Linked DNA regions of Mus musculus: region 1 is linked to region 2. A link is a contact called in public Hi-C data. All regions are on one chromosome and are shown on one strand. The core of a region is the stretch at or near the end of the contact, and the rest is flanking DNA. Distances in the headings are between cores, read along the strand shown.

What was found. Hi-C and Micro-C count contacts between places; a contact is called where the count stands out from the background.
Region 1: a Hi-C map of the N1E-115 cell line shows a contact between it and region 2, with 2.0 times the contacts expected there. The contact joins two enhancer-like sites. A contact is called at or near these places in 6 of 484 Hi-C or Micro-C datasets (the N1E-115 cell line, Sertoli cells, bone marrow-derived macrophages and 3 more) and 2 of 115 datasets of contacts at active chromatin or transcription factors (acute myeloid leukemia and bone marrow-derived dendritic cells).

Annotation. Positions count from the first base shown.
Region 1 is chr13:94,324,124-94,330,631 of GRCm38.p6, reverse strand. No RefSeq gene overlaps it. Among named protein-coding and RNA genes, the nearest start is that of Gm41022, 21 kb to the right of the region's middle. Within about 2 kb of position 2,336, at least 61 of the 459 cell types and tissues checked have an H3K27ac peak or open chromatin away from gene starts, as enhancers often do. A contact at or near this core is called in the N1E-115 cell line, where this site is marked.
Region 2 is chr13:94,139,299-94,145,577 of GRCm38.p6, reverse strand. The region is part of intron 2 of Lhfpl2 (lipoma HMGIC fusion partner-like 2); the gene reads right to left. Among named protein-coding and RNA genes, the nearest start is that of Lhfpl2, 85 kb to the right of the region's middle. Within about 2 kb of position 2,152, at least 62 of the 459 cell types and tissues checked have an H3K27ac peak or open chromatin away from gene starts, as enhancers often do. A contact at or near this core is called in the N1E-115 cell line, where this site is marked.

The DNA.
Region 1 (6,508 bases), core at 1,087-3,586, 180 kb before region 2:
ATCATGATACCAATCAAATCATGAACCAAATTGCAGTGCCTAGCTCTTCTTGGCTTCCTTTCATTGTTGTCAAGACATACGATAATTTAACTGACTTGCAGTATTTTACAGAGATTGAGTTCAGAATGCTCCCTTGGCAAGGCTGCCTGTGGGGTATGGAGGCAGGCTTGCTTCTCATTGCTAACTGAGACAGTTTTGCAGTGCTTCCTGCTTGCTTAGATGGCCCTTTATTAGCAGTGGTTCTAAGCTCTGGGTCCATGGGCTGATCAATTTGGTGAGGCTCCAGTAGCTGTGTGAGGCAGATCAATGGCTATCAAAAATTCTATGAGTCCTTGGATGAGCTATCAGTGAAATGAAATGTTGGTCATAACGAGGGAGAGAGATGAGCAGAGAGAGGGGAGAGAGGGAGGGAGAGAGGAAGGGGAGGAGGAGGGAGGGAAGAAAGGAGAAGGTAGAGAAGAGGGAATTGTTATAAGGATTGAACAGTGGATGCAGACAAAGAGTCTAGCCTAGTGCTTGCAGTCGTGTGACTCAGAAAGATTTTGCTATTGCTACTACTGTGAAAATGTACTATGTTCACTAAAGGAACACATGGAAGAAGGCAAAATATTTTAAATCAATAGAAATATATTATTTTTCTCTTATCTGTTAGATGTTCATAAAAGAAAATTCAAGTTCAAGATTTCATCTGAAATTTAAAAATGGTTACACTGTCTGAAAAAGTTAAGTGCCATTACATAAGATACAGTCAGTAAAAAGCTAGAGAGGGAGAGAGAGGGAGAGAGAGGGAGAGAGAGAGAGAGAGAGAGAGAGAGAGAGAGAGAGAGAGAGAGAGAGAGAGAGAGAGAGAGAGAGAGACTAGGGCTGCCCGTGTGTTTATGGGGCCAACCACTGGAGCATGGGAAACCTACCCTTCTGCAGGGTCCTACTTCCGGTGCCTGGGGCTAGTCCCACCCACTCCTCTTGTGTCCCAGATAACCTCTAGGCTTCCACCAGGACTTTCCCTACCCGTGATCCCACCCACAGGACTTTTATGCTGCCTCAAGCATCCCACTTCAAACCCAGACTTCTCACACACACCTTCTAGGGTCTACCCTGGCGAATAATCCACCCTCCTCATCCATGCATATTCAACAATCAGCCAGTGTCTCTCCTTATCCGGGCCCTCCATGCCTTCACTGCAGAGGGACTCTAGGTTTGAGCTAGTATCCTTGGTACCCATCTGCCAAATCACAGGATTCTCCCACATCCTATCCAACCTATCCACTCAGATCTACCCCCACACTCTAAGGCTTGGAACAGGAAGCACATCCTGTACTCCATCCAGTCCAGTTCCCTACATCTATCTGACTTCATTCCACCCAAGCCATTTAAAAAAAAAAAAAAAAAAAAAAAAAAAAAAAAAAAGCAACAACAACAAAGGCGTAATGCCAGTGGTTCTCAACCTGTGGGTCGCGACCCCCGTGGCAACCCACTATGTCTGAAAAATATTTACATTAGGATTCATAACAACAAGCTAGGCGGTGGTGGCGCACACCTTTGATCCCAGCACTTGGGAGGCAAAGGCAGGTGGATTTCTGAGTTCAAGGCCAGCCTGGTCTACAAAGTGAATTCCAGGACAGCCAGGTCTACACAGAGAAACCCTGTCTGGGGGGGGGGGGGGAAGAAAAAATCAAAAAGGATTCATAACAGCAGCAAAATTACAGTTATGATATATATATATCAGTGAAATCATTTTTTGGTTGGGAGTTACCACAACATGAGCTATATTAAAGGAAGGCTGAGAACCATTGCTCTACAAAGAACCTACCTTCTCATCTTCTCTTCCCCACCCCCAGCCTGTCCCACCCATTACAAACTCAGAACAAAGGAAACACACATAGCTGGGTCTCATTGCAGAAATCCCACCAATCTGAAAGATCAAGCCAGTATCTCCTCTCCAAAACCTGCCAGGCCTGTAGAAGTGCTTGTCAATGAGAATTACCCAGATGAACTCCAGGGCACAGACATTGAAAGAAGAATCACAAACCTACTCAAAGAATCCAAGGAGTTGAAAGACAGAACAAAGAAACAGCTCAATTAAAAGCACGAGGAAGGAGCTTAAGGAGAAAAATGCCTGAGGGAAGCCCTAGAAAACACAGACATAAATAAGGCTGATGGTGTGAGACCTAGGCAACTACTCCATTTTGAATGCAGGCCCCTGCACATATCAACCCTGCAGCCAGCTCCCTAGTCCAAGGAAAAAGACCACAGAGAAGACCTGAGCAGGACGAGATCAGGGCCTGGTCCCACAGCAACAGCCAATCAGGAGAAATCTGTGCTTCTCTAAGGGACCCAGGTGGCCTTGCTGATAAATGACTCAACAGTCCTGAGGGCTGACCTTTAAAACCATTTTGTGAAGGTTCCTTCCTGTTCGAACCAGAAAAACAAGTTTGAAATACTAACCAATCAGAAGCCGACTTAATGTGGAAAATTACTGAGTGTGAGGTATTCTCTACAAAAGCTCTGCCTCCCCTGAGCTCAGGGCTCATTCTGGATCCATTGTGTTGGTGACAGTGAGAGTTCCTGCTCGAGGTTGTAATAAAAGACCCTTATGTGCCTTACATCAGAATGGTGGACTCCTTGGTGGTCCTTGGGGTCTCTGAGATTTGGACATAACATTGGAAGTAACAAAGATGGAATTCAGTGAGGAGGTAGAAACACTGAAGAGGACTCAAGCTGAAATAAAGATGAATAAACAAAAAATGCAGTAGTCCATCTAGGAAACACATAACTTAAAGAACACATCAAGCAGATGACAGAATACTGCATCTCAAAGATAAAATAGAGGACCTAAATCAAATAAGACAAGAACATGAAAAAACATCTTTCAACACAGGAAAGAAATGCACAGGAAATGTGAGACAGCAGGGAAAACCCAAAGCTTTGAATTATAAGCACGGAGGAGGAAGACCCCCTAAGCCAAGGGCATAGACCATTGCTGGGAGACAGAAGTTGGGAAGCAATAGAAAGGGGCTTAGCAGGGCACAAGCAATCTTATCAGGAAAGCATAAAAGGGACACTCCTCAGGCTGGAGGTAAATACAGGAAAGGGAAGGAGGTGGTAAAATAACAATATGGATGTCTGAAAAATCCACAGAGAATCATAGCACTATTTACCTAAAGGAAGTCTACAATGCATAATGTATATGTATCCGTATACAGTTTTAGTGAGCTTCTCTCATCTGGGCTGACAGTGATCCCTCCAAGAGCCAAAGACTGCCTAACAAGATCCTTGAGGCCAGACATGGGAAGCCTTTGTTTGAATTGCCCAGAGACTCCCCAAACATACAATCGATTGCCATGGGGTTCCTGCCCCCAGCTGGTTCTGATTGGTGAATAAAGTTGCTAGCAGCCAATGGCTGGGTAGGGAGATAGAGGCAGGACTGTAGGATTCTCGGGCAAAGGGGATCAGGGAGAAGGCAGAGCTTCCATGATGGGGAAGCAGAAAGATCAGGCATGAGAAGTACAAGTCAGAGAGACGGTCAACATGTAAGACCGTGGCCCCGGGAGGCTGCAGACTTGGATCTGGGGCAACCAAGATGGAATGTGGGTTTTAGTAAATAATAATTCAGGTATGTCAGATGGGAGAGTGTGTTAGCCGTGGGGAGGTTTGAAAGTGCCCGACCATTGAGCTGTTTAAGGCATATTAAACATAAGTGTGTGTGTGTGTGTGTGTGTGTGTGTGTGTGTGTGTGTGTGTGTGTGTGGTATGTGTGTGTGTCTTTCATTCGAGAATCCAGAGATTGGAACGGTTAGCGAGGAACTCTCACTGCCCCCAGGCGATCAGAGTGGATTAACCAGCAGTAGCAAGAGGGTCTATCCTCACCACAACTCACCATGGATCACAGCCAGGTCAGTGAGAGGAGCTACTCAGTGTCACTCCTGTCCTGTAAGTCGGAAGCACCAGTGAGGCAGTAAGGTAGACCATGCTCAAATCCATCACATGATGATTTGAAGATTAAGGTTGAAGTATGAGATGGAGGTTGACGTTAGGTGCCATAAATGTTAATGAGCTAAGTCAGCTAGGAAGAAGGAAGGAAGGAGGGAGGGAGGGAGGGAGGGAGGGGGGAGGGAGGGCATAAAAAGCTCAGGAGCAGTCATAGGAAGAGAGTAAGGAAGATAAAGACACTACAGGGTTGCCTGGCAGTGATGGCGCACACCTTTAATCCCAGCACTTGGGAGGCAGAGGCAGGCAGATTTCCGAGTTCGAGGCCAGCCTGGTCTACAGAGTGAGTTCCAGGACAGCCAGGGCTACACAGAGCAACCCTGTCTTGAAAAACAAACAAACAAGACACTGCTGGAAAAGGGGAAAGCATAGGGGTGGGGACTTCCGGGTCAGGACCAAGAAATTTAAGAAAGGAGTCTCCTCACGTTCTGTAGAAAGGGCCTGGCCTGCCTGCAACTCGTCACCTTGTCACCCCTCTGCTTGAGCTCCTTGGCTACTGCTATGGTTGGATTATGGGTTGTTGAGTTTGGTACCCAGTGTCAGGTACCGCACGGCGGCAATAGAAGCATGAAGGGGTCACTCATGTGAGAGGAGCAGGGTTGACTGAGGGGTAGCCTGAGACTGTCACTCATATTTGCTCTCTTCTGCACATACTTTTTAAGAATGTGTCTTGCAAGTCTCCCACCAGACATAGTCACCTTGGATGAACCTCTTCTCTTTATACTTTAGTCTGTCTGAGGAATTCTGTTGAAGCAACTAAAACAGGCTATGAAAGTTATTCAGATCTTTGTCATCTCCTCACTCACTTATTGACCCACAATAGGGTCAGGGACTGTCCGCTCTTTTCCCTTAACCTCCACTCCTCAGAGCAGAGCTTGGTGCCTTACTGTTGCAGTACCTCTTTGATTGAGTCTGAGAGGTGGAGCTCTCTCTCTCTCTCTCTCTCTCTCTCTCTCTCTCTCTCTCTCTCTCACACACACACACACACACACACACACACACACACACACACACTTCACACACACTTCCCTTGGCTCCTGACTGACCCTTCTCTTTTGTCCCAGCAAGCTTGCTTTCTTGCTGGGCTGCTTGCTTTCTTGCTTTTCTTTGCCAGCTCCTCTTCCAATCCCCAATATCCAGTACCTCAAAGCTCATTCTTACATTTTTCATTCCTCTTTTGTCTTTACAGTCCATCATTAAATTCTCTCACTCTTTGGGGCACTGCTGGCCCACGTCTATAATCCTAGCACCTTGGAGACTGAGGTAAGAGAAACTGAACTTTATAGTGAGACTATGTCTTATAAACCTAAAGTCAACTACCACATCAATAAAGTTTAAACTTATTACATCACATAGTTTTAAGTTTACAACTTGAAAACTTATATACCTAGCCCCAATCTGTTCTTTGAAATTGAGTTTTGCATATACAGTTGGGTACCAGCATCTCTTAGATGTCTAACAGACACCTCACACTCATGTCCAAATTCTCAGAAAACTAAAATTTCCACCTCAGCCAATACAGCTTTCCCCATTTCAGCAAAGCACAACTAAATTTATACAGTCAATAAGACTGAAAATGACAGATGACCTTTTTCTTTGTTGATATAGAGAATCTCATGTAGCCCAGGCTGGCCTTGAACTCACTGTGTAGCTGAGAGTAAATCTGAATCAGGAGATGCTGTACTTTCTATTTCCCAAATGTTCAAATTATAGCTCTGTGCCATGGTGTCATATGTGTGTGTTTCTAGTGCTCAAACCTGGTCTGCATTTCAAGATAGACAAGCACCCTGCCAGCTGAGCTATACCCTAGTCCCTTCAGAATCATTCTTATCCTTCCTTTTTTTTTTTTTTGTCTCATATACAATCATGAACATATCCTGTAAGCTCCACTTATAAAAAACTATGTCTAGAATTTGATTAATTTTCATTTTTCTACCACCATTACTCAAATACTTAAAAAAACAAAAACAAAAAGTTTCACAACTATGTGTGTGTTTGGGGAGGCAGGAGAGTGTGTGCGACGTCTGAAGAGGCCAGAGGCAACAGATTCTCCTGGAGCTGGAATTACAGGGAGCTGCCTGGTGTGGGTGCTGGGAACCACAGTTGGGTCCTCAGGAGCCTAGCAAGCGTTCTGTGGTAGTTTGACTAGAAACGGTTTCCATAGACTCCTGTGTGTGAATGCTTGACCCATAAGTAGTGGTACTATTAGGATGTGTGGCCTTGTTGGAGGAAGTGTGTCACTATAGGAACAAGCTTTGAGGGCTCAGATATGTTCACGCCATGCCCAGTGACAGTGTCTCCTTCTGTTGCCTCTGGAGGTAGATGTTGAACTCTTAGCTCCTTCTCCAGCACCATGTCTGCCTACACGCTGCCATATTTCCCACCATGACGATAATGAAACTATAAGCCAACTCCAATTAAATGTTTTCCTTTATAAGAGTTGCTTTGGGCTGGGCATGGTGGCGCACACCTTTAATCCCAGCACTCGGGAGGCAGAGGCAGGTGGATTTCTGAGTTCGAG
Region 2 (6,279 bases), core at 903-3,402:
ATGGAAACATTTTTATCTTTATGCAGACTAGAAACTTTGTTTATTTGTTCATTTGATTTATCTATCTTATTTTCTTCATTTGTTTGTTTGTTTGTTTCTTTCTTTTCAATGCTAGGGATTGAATCCAGAGCCTTGAAATATGTTAGGTAAGTACCTGACCACCGAGCTACATCACCGTCCTAGAGCACATTTTTATAGTAACAACAACAAAAGAGAGATGCCGCTGGGGAAAGGGCTCAGTGGGTAAAAGCACTAAGGGCTCTTCCAAAGGTCCTGAGTTCAAATCCCAGCAACCACATGGTGGCTCACAACCACCCATAATGAGATCTGATGCCCTCTTCTGGTGTGTCTGAAGACAGCTACAGTGTACTTATTTATAATAATAAATCAATCTTTTTCAAGAGAGAGAGAGAGAGAGAGAGAGAGAGAGGCCCCTGAAGCAGTTACTATTTCTTCATTGCCGTATGGTAGGAAATAGAAGGTAAGGGCTTGACACATGGCGAGTATGCAGAATGCCTCAGTGACAGTGAGCAGTGACGGTGAGGTACTCATTAACACAGTTGGCACTCGGAATATATTCGTTATCTGAGCCACTTTTCTATCTCCTCTGACTACCACCCTCAACCTCTCTGGAAAAGGCCTGCCATATGGTCAACACTGGGTCAGATAATAAGGTACTTTAGCCTGTGGTGGGCGAGGGCCAGGCCGTGAGCATCAGCACCTGAGATGGAGGCTGGAGTAAGGCGTAAAACCACACAGCTGTCACATCCCTGCTCCGGGTTCTCCCCCACCCTCCCCCGCCTCACCTCACTCACCAAGCTTCTGTAAGAACCGGCCAAACACATCACTGTTGTTATTATTTTTTTTTTTTTAAGTTTTCGTCTGTCTCTCTTCAAAGTTAGTAAGTACTTTTCATTCTGTGTCAGCCCACGCAAACCTCCCCTTTCTCTGATCTCACAGGGCACTCGGTCGGGACCACACAGCTCAGTAGTGAATGATCTCCTAGTATGTCACACAGGCTGTGTGACTCTCCAGAAAAGCTGAGTGGCTCAAAGCTGATTAAGACAGGTGGTCTTCAAAATGCACAGATGAACCCCCCCCAACACTCTCTTTCCTTCTTTCCCCTCCCTTCCCCATTTTGCATTCATTTTATACCAGCAAATGCTAAGCAACTGACAAGCATGACCCACACTGCCTGTGTGCTAAGGAGGCATGTTTTTACGTTAACTAAGCCATGGTATGGAAAGCTTCCAGTCACCTCTGGTACTGTTTGGTTCATGCACAGTGTTATAAATGAAGAGGGACTGAACTGGGTCACTGTCTTGTTTGTTTCCTTAAAAAGGCTCTAACTGGTGATCCTGAGGCTGCAGAATTTTATCTGCCAACACTGCAAAACGGACAGAAGAAACATGATGCGTCTTCCCTCAGTCGACAGCTTCCGACCAAGCTCCTCCTCTCAGTTCCAAAATATCAGTCACAGCTCTGGACTCAGTTGTCCCTCTCAAACTGCCGAGGGCCTGGTGGTCAGCAGCAGGAGCCGTTCAGAACTATGTCGTGTCTGGCATCTCTGAGCCGGGAGGTCTCTGGGAGTGTTTTTATCTGTGGCATCTCTTTAAGCATTCACTCACTACTGTCACTTTGAAGTTTCAAAACTATTCCTGGTTAGCACACAGGCTCATGCCCCCAACCCCGCTTTCAGGGTTGTGCCAATGTGGAAGCTCTCAGCTACTGCTCCAGTGCCCTGCCTGCCTGCCTGCCTGCCTGCCTGCCTGCCGCCCCTCTCCTGCCATAATGGTCATGAATTCACCCTCTGAAACTGTGAGCAAGCCCTCATTTAAATGATTTCTTTTGTAAGTTACTTTGGTCATGGTCTCTAATCACAGCATTTAAAAGTAAGCTACACCCCAAACAAGCTCTTCCTCTGTGGGCTGGACAGGGCCTTATTAAAGGGGTTCTGCAGGGCTGACCCCCATGATGCCTGCCAGGCAGACTCCACCCTTTTACTCTGCACCCTTAGCCCTTGGCAACAAGAAAGCTCCCGCTGCCTGCGATGCGCCTGCAGCCTTGGTAAGGAAGGAGCAATGCTGACCTCTAGCAGTGGCAGACAGAGCTATCGAGGGACGTGTCAGGGACGCGTCTGGGTAGAGCCCGAGGTCCCCATGAAGGAAAACAGCACCAATCTTGGCAGGAAGAACAAAGGGACAGAAGACTCTTTGCCTCCCACTTAGAGGAAGCTGGGAGCCTGTCCCTTAATGACCTGCTTGATAAATCACCCTGAGTCTGCAATCTTGCCTCTCAGCCACCCCTGCATCTCCACTTCACTTCAATCTCATGTGTGCCATTTCCCAGGACCTGCCTTGAAAACGAGCAATCATTAGGGTCTCTGGGTGGGAGTGGTGGGAAGCCTGAGGAAGAGCGTCTGGTGTGTGGCGGTGGGAGGAGTGGGGGTTGGGAACTGGGGGGTGTATGGGGGAGGTAGCATTTTCCAAGTATTCCTTGATTACCGAACCAGAGCTAGGGCCAGGGCCCAATGGAGCCTCCATGGCCTCCCATTTCCAATGAAAGTCGCATTTGAGAAGCCATGCCTTGTGTACTCTGCTGTGGCCTGTCCACTCTTTCTGAGGCTCCTTGCCACTCTAGGGACAAAGCTCTTGGAGGAGTGGGAGTCCCTTAAGATACTCTTACAGTGAGGTTTGAAAGACCTGGTCCCTGATAAAGTTACGAAAACGGGTCCCAAGCTGTCCACGAGTGGATGATCCAGTGACACAGGGAAGGGGAAATAGGAAATAAACACATGAATGACTAAGCTAAAAACCCATTAAAAACAAAACCAACACCTTTCATTGGCCAGGAACATGGCTTAGTAGTGCAGGGCTTGCCTTCCGTGCCTGGAGCCCTGAATTTGATCCTAGCACCCCTGACCCCCAACAAAGAAAAGAAACCTTGGAAAGCAGGACCCAGGGCCATAGTCCCTCACACATCCTGCCTGCCTAGCACACACACACAGAAAAAAATCAGACTACTCTGTGTGTGTGTGTGTGTATGTGTTTTAAAGCACTTTTCTTTTTAAAAATATATTCCTGTGTTGGAAAAAGAGGGGGGCCACCATGTAACTCCAGAATCTTTAAGTTGCAGAAAGTAAGTAACTCGGCCACTTTTGGATTGTTTTAAACAACTACGTCATTAAGCTTGTGTCCAATTACTTGCAGTCCCTTCTGAAATGAATTCTGCTCTACGGCGATGGCTCTGATGCAGCCTTAAGAGAGAAGGCAGCAGTCTCTAACAGGCCTCCCATTACCACCCCACCTCGGGGATGGGGTGGGGTTTGCTTTCTCCAGGAGGCTCCTTGGGAGGCTTCCGTTTCTGAGTGGGAAATATGCTGTGGCTCTCAGGAACTGGGTCAGATACGTCCAGTCCACTGCTACTTACAGAAGCCCTGGTCTTATCACCAAGCAAAGGGCATTCCTGAGTTAGTTGCCGGGATGTCCAGTGAGCCCTACGTGGCTCCTCTTGGCCATGCTATTCTGTGTGAGTCCTGCTCATACCAGATCCTACTTACTGCTACCCAGCAAAGCTCCAGGAGGCTGGGTCCATCCTCTGCTCTGCTCATACGGGCACCTCTTCCAGCTCCATTTCCCCTAACTGTCGAATTCCTTAACTGCCCTTTGAGATCTAGCTCATGTCCATCAATATTACCGCTCTTCTGAAGAGGACCTGGTCTTTATCTAATACCACGACTCCTTTACACAGTCCAGGGCACTTCAGAGCAGGCCTCTTCTCCCTCACCTCACAGCAGCATACACACCCCTTAATGGTCAGTCCTCTGGTCTCACCTACTATTTTCATGAGACCTATGAGCATCCAGTAAGGCGCTTTAAAGTCTCCCTAGAGCTCTGAGCAGCCTGCACTGGGGGGAGGGGGGAGCACTCCGAGGGTGTGTCTCTTTGAGGATGGAATTTGATGGAAGAGATCTGCCCCAGGCCCGCCCAGAGAACCAATCCTCAGACTCAGGAAGCAAAGCCCCCTGGGTGCAGGCACAGAGCTGGGATGTCCCCAGCAGCTACTGTGGGGACAGGAGTTCCAGGAAACAGCAAGACCCAGGCAGTCTTCAATTAGTTGGGTCACCTTCAGGTACATATACCTGGAAGGTCAGGGTCACAATGAGAGGTGGCCATGGTGATAAAGACAAAAAGGCCAGGTCAAATGTACGGCCACCATCACATTACAACAGAAGGTGGCTGACAGCCTGGGAAGGAGCTGGGAGCAAGGGGGGCTGTGTGTGGCGGTCAGCACCTTTGTTTCTTACAATTCCGGGCTGAGATGGAAGAGGCTCAGAATGCTAGTTCTAGAGGACCAGGTGGGAGAAGCAGGCAGGGTGGACTGGTGGATGGGTAGACAGGTGGGCAGGCTGGCAGGCAGGCAGGCTCTTCTCTGCTTCTTGGGAAAAATGTTGAGGAGGGCACCAGACAACTGCTGACTGCTCTCTAGCACCTAGACAGGATCAAGAGGCCTGACTCACCAGCTCAGCCTCCCAGAGGCAGTGGATTTCTTTATTTTGGGTTCCAAGCTGTTGGCCCTCCACTGCTCATGCAGCTATGGGCACTAAACTCACAAGGACAGCGATGGTATGGTCCTATTCTATACACCATATCCTTGTACAGGATGAGTGTGGCTGAATGGTAGGTGGGAGAGAAAGGAGTTCAGAGTCTTTATCTTGAAACATCACAAGCAGCCTATTTTAAACAGGATAGTACCAGCCTTACCCATTCCCGGGCTTACACAGTAGGGAACAGGGGAGAGTATATAAAGTTGGCAATTGTTTTAACAGGGACATGTGGCACCACACACATCTGTTGCAATTGCTAGCAGGAGAAAAGCTTGGTGCTTTTGCTTGAGACCTCACGTGAGGGATCCACACAGACACAGCCGAAGTCCACAGCTCTGCTGACCACAGCAGTTTGGAAGCAGCCTGACAGCCAGTCTGATCACCTTAGCAGGAAAGCCAAGCCAGAGACAGAGAGGTACTCCAGTAAGTTCTGGGCTGTTTTCATAAACACACATGTGCATGCGCTTTGCATGCACACACACACCAGAACTAAAAACAAAAAGCCACTAACTGACCATCTCAACAGACTGTGTGTCAGTCTGCTTTCCAGAAACTAGGTCAGTCACTTAGCCGCTCTTTCCTCTTGAAGAAAAAAAAAAAATTCCCTAACAAAAATATGGAATTCATCTGCATTGCAATCCCAAGTGGAGAGAGGACTCATTTCCTCTCTGTGCATGGTTGCTCCCTCCCGCTAACTCTCATTTCTCAGGGACAATGAGTCAAACGTTCCCTGCTAGGAATTCCAAGTCTCTAGGAGAAAGAACTGACAGGCTGTTTGTCCTGGCAATGCGGGAGAAACATACAAGCTCTCTGGCCTCTGGGTTTGTGACCATCTGGAGGGAGGGAGGAAGAAAGAGAGAGGAAGGGAAGGAGTGAGAGGGAAATGGAGATAGAGACAGAGACAGGCAGACAGACAGACAGACAGAAAACACACACGTGTTCACACGTCCACGTGCGTACATCCATGTGCATGTGTGATTTCCCTTCTGTGAATCCAACGTAAACCCTTAGGCAGCTCTTGCCGAGCAACACTTCACAATGACTCCTTACCTACCACCCCAGCCAGCAGCTGCCCCTGTCCACTACAGAATCAAGAATGGCATTTCCTGTGCATGGGTTTCTCTGTGAACGCCCATGTTGAAACGACTGACAAATCTTTCAATGAAAAGATCACTTGCAGGAGGTAAGACAGGCACTTGGGAAGGAAGAAGAACGCTTTCAAGCCTCCAGGGCTCCGTTCATGACATTTCTGCCTGGCAAATAAGGTCCTTGTGGCTTAAAGAGTTGGCTATTAAAACCACTTCCCAAGTACCCACGTTAGTTCACATTTCCCCAGGGCCTTCTCTCTCCCAACAGAAACTCACTACACTACACATTTCCATCTTGTTTAAAAAATGGGGCCTGGTGTGTACTGGCCGATCACTGCAGCCACCTGGGTGTTCTGTGAAATAGTTTCTCAAACAGCCCCAACGTTTCCAAACACACCTATAAAAACAAACCCGACACCTGTTGAATTCATGACTTAAGAGACCTGCTTTGCTCCAGCAGAGGCAACGGACCAAGGAAATACAACTGCAGAAGGGAAGGGCCTCAAGTCGGTCAAGAGCAGACTCTGAAACACACATGCATCTTTACACATCAGTGCCTCCTGAGGTCCGTGTGAGGGAATGAAC